Linked DNA regions of Danio rerio: region 1 is linked to region 2. The links are chromatin contacts, called in public Micro-C maps. All regions are on one chromosome and are shown on one strand. Each heading gives the region's core, a stretch centred on a gene start, on an enhancer-like site or on the middle of the called end of the contact. The rest is flanking DNA. Distances are from core to core; before and after follow the strand shown.

Region 1 (2,700 bases), core at 98-2,597, 160 kb after region 2:
ATGTACTCTACGTCATTTCTTTTTGACAATTTAAAATATCTTTAAAGAGAATGTACTTCGTGAGATGCTGAAAAGACTTGAACGAATGTCTTTGTAACAAGATGCCTATAATTTATTTCTTGAGCTGCTCCTTGTTTTCTTAATGTTGTAGTAAAATATAACATACCGATGATTTAACTTGGCCAAATTGCGCATTGACAGAATTCAATAGATTAAATGACATGGTCAATAGCTGGCATTAATGTGACTAATATTTGCAACTCACAGAATTTAAATGCATTATGACATTTGGGGTGTATCAATGGACCAAAAAAAAGGATTCATAACAGCTTTGACAGCAGTGTGTTGTTGGTCATCCATTTGTTTATTCCCAAGCATTTGTTTTTCTTTGAGATCTTTTCTTTTGTGTTTACTTTTTGTTTGTTTTGAAAATGCACATATCTTTTTTATATTTATATTACTTGTCAAAAGATTGTCTGGAATGTTTTATGCCTTTTATGTAAACAAAGTTTATTATATTCTACCTGAATTCTTGGTGTTTTTTTTTGTTCTGATATTCATGCATTCATTTTCCTTCTGCTTTTTATTCATCAGGGGTTGCCACAGCGGAATGAACCATCAACTTATTTAGCTTATGTTTCACACAGCGGATGCCCTTCCAGCTACCACCCAGTACTGGGAAACATCCATACACTTATTTAAACACATACAGTACATTACGCCCAATTTAGTTCATTCAATTTACCTATAGCGCATGTCTTTGGACAACAATGTGAACACAGGGAGAACATGCAAACTCCACACAAAAATGTCAACTGGCCCAGCCGGAACTCAAACCAGCAACCTTTTTGCTATGAGGCAACAATGATAACCACTGAGTCACCGTGTCGCCTTTGTTCTGATATGTTTAGCTTAAAGATATAGTTCACCCAAAATGAAAATGTGCTTCCTATTTAATCACCCTCAAGTTTTTATGAACCTTTATGAGTATTCTGTTGTATACAAGCAAAGATATTTTGAAAAAAAAACTGTATATTGACATCCATAGTAGGGAAAAATACTATGGAAGTCAGTGGTTACAGGCTTCCATCTTTCTTCAAAATGCCTTGAACAAGTGAAGTATGAGTAAATCATGACATAATATACATTTGTTTGGGTGTCTATTTCCAGAATTGTCATGGTTAATATAAACTTTGCCTAATATATGTTATTTATGACGTTATTTTTTTTAAGAGGACAAATTTCATATATAAAGTCAAACTACATCGTTATGTTATACAATACACTGGGACGAGTGAAGACCACGTTTTATTGATTTTTTTTTTTTTAGCATAGCCTGGTGTTGTTCATCAGCAGTGTCACTTGTTGACCACCAGATGGTGTCAGTTGAGTTCACTAACGGGGATATTTAAACGCTGGTTAAAACTACTTGAATAGAAGCTGAATTTTAACGAAACCGTGATACCGTGCCAAATGAGAGAAAAAATAGGGCGTAAATTATCCCGCAAAATGCCAGAAAACATGTTTTCTTTGTAACAGAAAAGCTAAGAGACAGAATCAAACCGCGAGGGAGTCTTTGAGGTTTGTTCTCTGCTGTTTTTATGGTTTCATTGGTCAAAATAACTTATGTGGTCCTGTGACAGTAACCTCGGATGTGTTGCGATTTGCATATCTGTGAAAATAGACATTTGCTGTAGAGACAGATACACATATTTAGTATTTTTTTATTTAGCCTAGTAATTAAAATGTACAATGCTAAAATATATTGGTTAAATGTACTTGGTTAGCTAGTCAGTGTAAATGTTTGCCTGTACAACAATTTTAAAAACCCAGGGGATAATATCAATCAAGGAAAAAGACAAAAACATGTAAATGTTTGCATGCATTAATACAATTAACAGCTTTCTTATTTGTCTGACTATAGATTACAGCTTAAACCCTGATTTCAAAATAATAAATAATGGCTTGCAATCACTGTACTTGCTTTTGTGTTTGCTGAATTTTGCCAACAAAAGTAATAAATTGGTCAAAAAGTACCAAATAAAATTTTGTAAAAAACATAGAAAACTTGGCATAAAGTTGATTCTAATAAAAGAGCAGAAGTCAAACCAAAAAGTATCTACAAATGGGCAACTACAAAAAAAAAAAAAAAAAAAAAAAAAGTAATATGTTTCTGTATGTAGACCAAAACTACAGCATGCACTGTATCAATTTCACAATTAAACCTGCTTGCAAGAAAATAATCACTGGCATAATATTTGGAAATAGGTTTGAAATAAATTTCTTTTACTTTATTTGTTATTAAGTATTTATGATTTATGTTTTGGGTCATAGCAAATCATTAACATAGCTATTCTTGAAAGTCATAACATGAGGTCATTTTTAAGGTAATTGTTCAGCCCCAAAGACAAAAATGATGTCATCATTTGCTCATAGTTCAGTTGTCACAATCCTGTGCAAAATAAAAGGTATTGTGAAGAAAGCTAAAATAATAATAATAGTAATAATAATAACAATAATACAGCGGCACTGTGGCACAGCAGGTAGTGCTGTCACCTCACTCCAAGAAGGTTGCTGGTTTGAGCCTCGGGAGTTTGCATGTTCTCTCTGCGTTTCCTCCGGGTGCTTTGGTTTCCCCCACAGTCCAAAGGCATGCGGGACAGGTGAATTGGGTAGGCTAAATTGTCTGTAGTGAATGAG
Region 2 (2,916 bases), core at 333-2,832:
TGCCAACTTCCCTACGTTGCGAGGTTTAAGGGCATCGGGGTAACCCTGACGAGATGGGTTTGTGGGGCCACAAGCGTAAAACCCTTGATGTAGTAGATGTTGCAGAAGTGGCACCGACGTGAAGAAACTGTCTATGAAAATGTGATGATGTCTGCCCTCGAGGCCCCTGACCAGAGACGACACCACCTTATGACCCAACGCAGCAGTTGCCAGATCATCACTCGGCTTGCCCACATAAATACGAGTGCGGTGGCAGTAGCCCGAGCGAGAATCACACATCATCCACACCTTCAGCCCCTTCCGAAAAGGCTTCGACGGCATGTACTGCGTTGGTGAAAAGCGCCCCTTTGAGGCGACAGAGCACTCATCGATGGTCAAACAGCGATTAGGCAGGTAGGCGTCCCACATGGTATTCCCAACCATATCCAGCAGAGGGCGTATTTTGTAAAGTCCATCATAGCCCAGCTCCCCCTTGGACGGCTCCGACTCCCGGTCGCACAGATGCAGGTGTTGGTTGAGTTTTTCAAAGCGGCGGGCAGTCATTGTTTTCTTAAAGCCAGCATTCCCTATGAAAATGTCACTGGCCCAGTACATGCCATAATCTGGCAGCTGGTTGATGCCCATGAGGATGTTAAGGCCGACGTACGCCCTCATTTCTCTAATGTCAGTGGGGTGCCAGTGGGCGTCTGATCTACCGCTTCTCCTTTGCCGGTAGAGGGCGTAGTTGTTTGTTTGTTCTACCATGTGTTTAAACAATGAATCTGGGAAGAGCAACCGGAAATAGTCTAAAGTGTCAGCATCATCCCCTAGCGAGTGCTGAGGGCCACTGTCAGCGGTGAAAGGCTCAATTGATATTACCTGGTCAGGCTCTCCCCAGAAATCCGGAGAAGTGCACTCGTCGTCCAAAACATCATACGTGCTGAATAAAGGGTGTTCCTCCTCCTCTAGGTCGGAAAAATCGATGTCCGAGTCGGTAGAAGAGGTTTCAGAGCAGTTATTGGAAGTGGCATAATAGGAGTCCTCCTCGTAGTCCTCGTGCTTGATCCCATTTCCAGTGACTAAAATGATATTGCAGCCGCCTCCCGCGATGTAGCTGGCGGAGTCCGCAGTCTCCTCTCCCTCTGACGCCGCCGCTGCCGCCGCCGCCGCCGCTATGCTCTCCAGCTCAGACTCCCCCTTGTTCTCCTGCAGATCCTCGTCCTCTTCTTCTTCCTCGTCCGACTCGGACTTTCGGAAAGGGATCTCGAACCACTTCACGTCGACGGGGAGATTTACCGGGCAGTCCTCGCCGTCGGAGAGCGCGTTCGTTTCTGTGTCAGTGCTAGTTTCCAAAATAGTAAAAAGCTCTCCTCTTTTTCTTGCCGCCATGTCGGGGTATTGAACTGCCCCTGCATGAGTCCTTTATTTATTTTAGCGGGGTAAATATTCGTCAAAACTAGTCACAAATGCAAAAGCAGCCGAAGCGGTCTCGCGTGTGCGCCCGGGAAACTCATGGCTGTCTAAATCGGGCTGTTTTGAAGGATAGTTTCTCATGGTTTCCGCTCTTGCTTTGGTACGCTTTGTAGCGCAGTGTGGCCGCAGACGTCAGAAGCTGCTCGCATGTCCTGCTTTGTAAGGGCGTTTTGCGACTGCAGCTGGTGGGGTTGCTGCTAGTTCGCTGGGCTGCCAGATGGCCGCTTGCTGTTGTAATGCCCGTTGGCACTTGCCACTGCCTAAGAGCACCGTAGAGACGGCAGATGAAAAGTTCAGGACAATAAACGCACTTACAAAAAGTGGCAAAAGTACCACAGTGATGCGATGTCTGTGTTTTTGGACGTGTGCCATAGTGGTATCACGTCTTCTTGCAAACATATCAGGCTTTTGGCCATGATATGTTGTACAATTCATTTGATACCATGGTATTCTTCAAACTGGTTGTTTGCATAATCAGAAATGTATAGCATCAGTTAGGTTGTATACTAACTGTCAATAGTAAATGCAAATGTGATCAGATATGATCAGCATTATTGCAAAATGTAAATTAAATAAGTCTAATTATGTTAGCCATTATGGCTTGTTGCCTTTGCAAGCGGTGTAAGCTGAAAAACAATAATGCATGTCCAAATGAAGATCTGAATAATCTGTGGAGGCATCGTAAGCATATTCTTCACTGCTTATGATTTTTTTCATTAACAAGTGTTATACCATACAGTTTAATAATTTTCAGAAACATTTGAGAGAACAAATCAATAAATAATAATAATAATAAAAAAACATTATTCATGACTAGCTTTCCTTTGATAAAGCACTATAGTCATTACATATTTATTTCAATATGACTAGAGATATCGTTGTTCTGGATCATTAAATATAATGTGATGATGCCTGGACGTCAGTCTGAACCCAATATCTTTAGAAAGTGTCTTCATACACAAACCACAGCCCTGAGATTGGATGTGCTTTAAGCAGCAAGGCTTAGTTTACAGATACGGCATGTAATACGTATCTTCATGACTGTCTTCATTGATCTCACCCTCTGTCTTAAGGTCAACATTTGTTTTTCATTAAAGCTTGGAATAAAAAAAAAATTAATAAATAAATGAGTAACAATAGAGTGTTTATGATTGTTTCCCTGTGACGGGTTGCAGCTGGAAGGGCATTCGTTTCAAAAAACATGCTGGATTAGCTGGCGGTTCATTCCGCTGTGGCGACCCCAGATTAATAAAGGTACTAAGCTGAAAAGAAAATGAATAAATGAATAAATAAGAATATGTTATTTACTTACTGGATAAAATTAAAACTCTAGTTGCTTATAAAAACTATGAACTTGAAATGACATCAGTTCTTCAGAAATCACTGACTGTAATAAGCTAAAATAATAATACCAGTTTTGAAAATTATAGATATGCATTTCATGGTGAATGTGAAACTGCTTGA

The links. A called contact is a pair of places that touch in the nucleus more often than the background predicts.
Region 1: a Micro-C map of caudal fin shows a contact between it and region 2, with 5 times the contacts expected there. The contact joins two enhancer-like sites. A contact is called at or near these places in 2 of 18 Hi-C or Micro-C datasets (caudal fin and embryo) and 2 of 4 datasets of contacts at active chromatin or transcription factors (caudal fin and embryo).

The regions. Positions count from the first base shown.
Region 1 is chr5:47,448,419-47,451,118 of GRCz12tu, forward strand. It overlaps a transcript of vcana not described here. Among named protein-coding and RNA genes, the nearest start is that of hapln1a, 18 kb to the right of the region's middle. Within about 2 kb of position 1,348, at least 4 of the 62 cell types and tissues checked have an H3K27ac peak or open chromatin away from gene starts, as enhancers often do. A contact at or near this core is called in caudal fin, where this site is marked.
Region 2 is chr5:47,289,614-47,292,529 of GRCz12tu, forward strand. The region is part of intron 1 of LOC141385599 (a long non-coding RNA gene); the gene reads left to right. Among named protein-coding and RNA genes, the nearest start is that of si:ch211-130m23.2, 36 kb to the left of the region's middle. Within about 2 kb of position 1,583, at least 39 of the 62 cell types and tissues checked have an H3K27ac peak or open chromatin away from gene starts, as enhancers often do. A contact at or near this core is called in caudal fin, where this site is marked.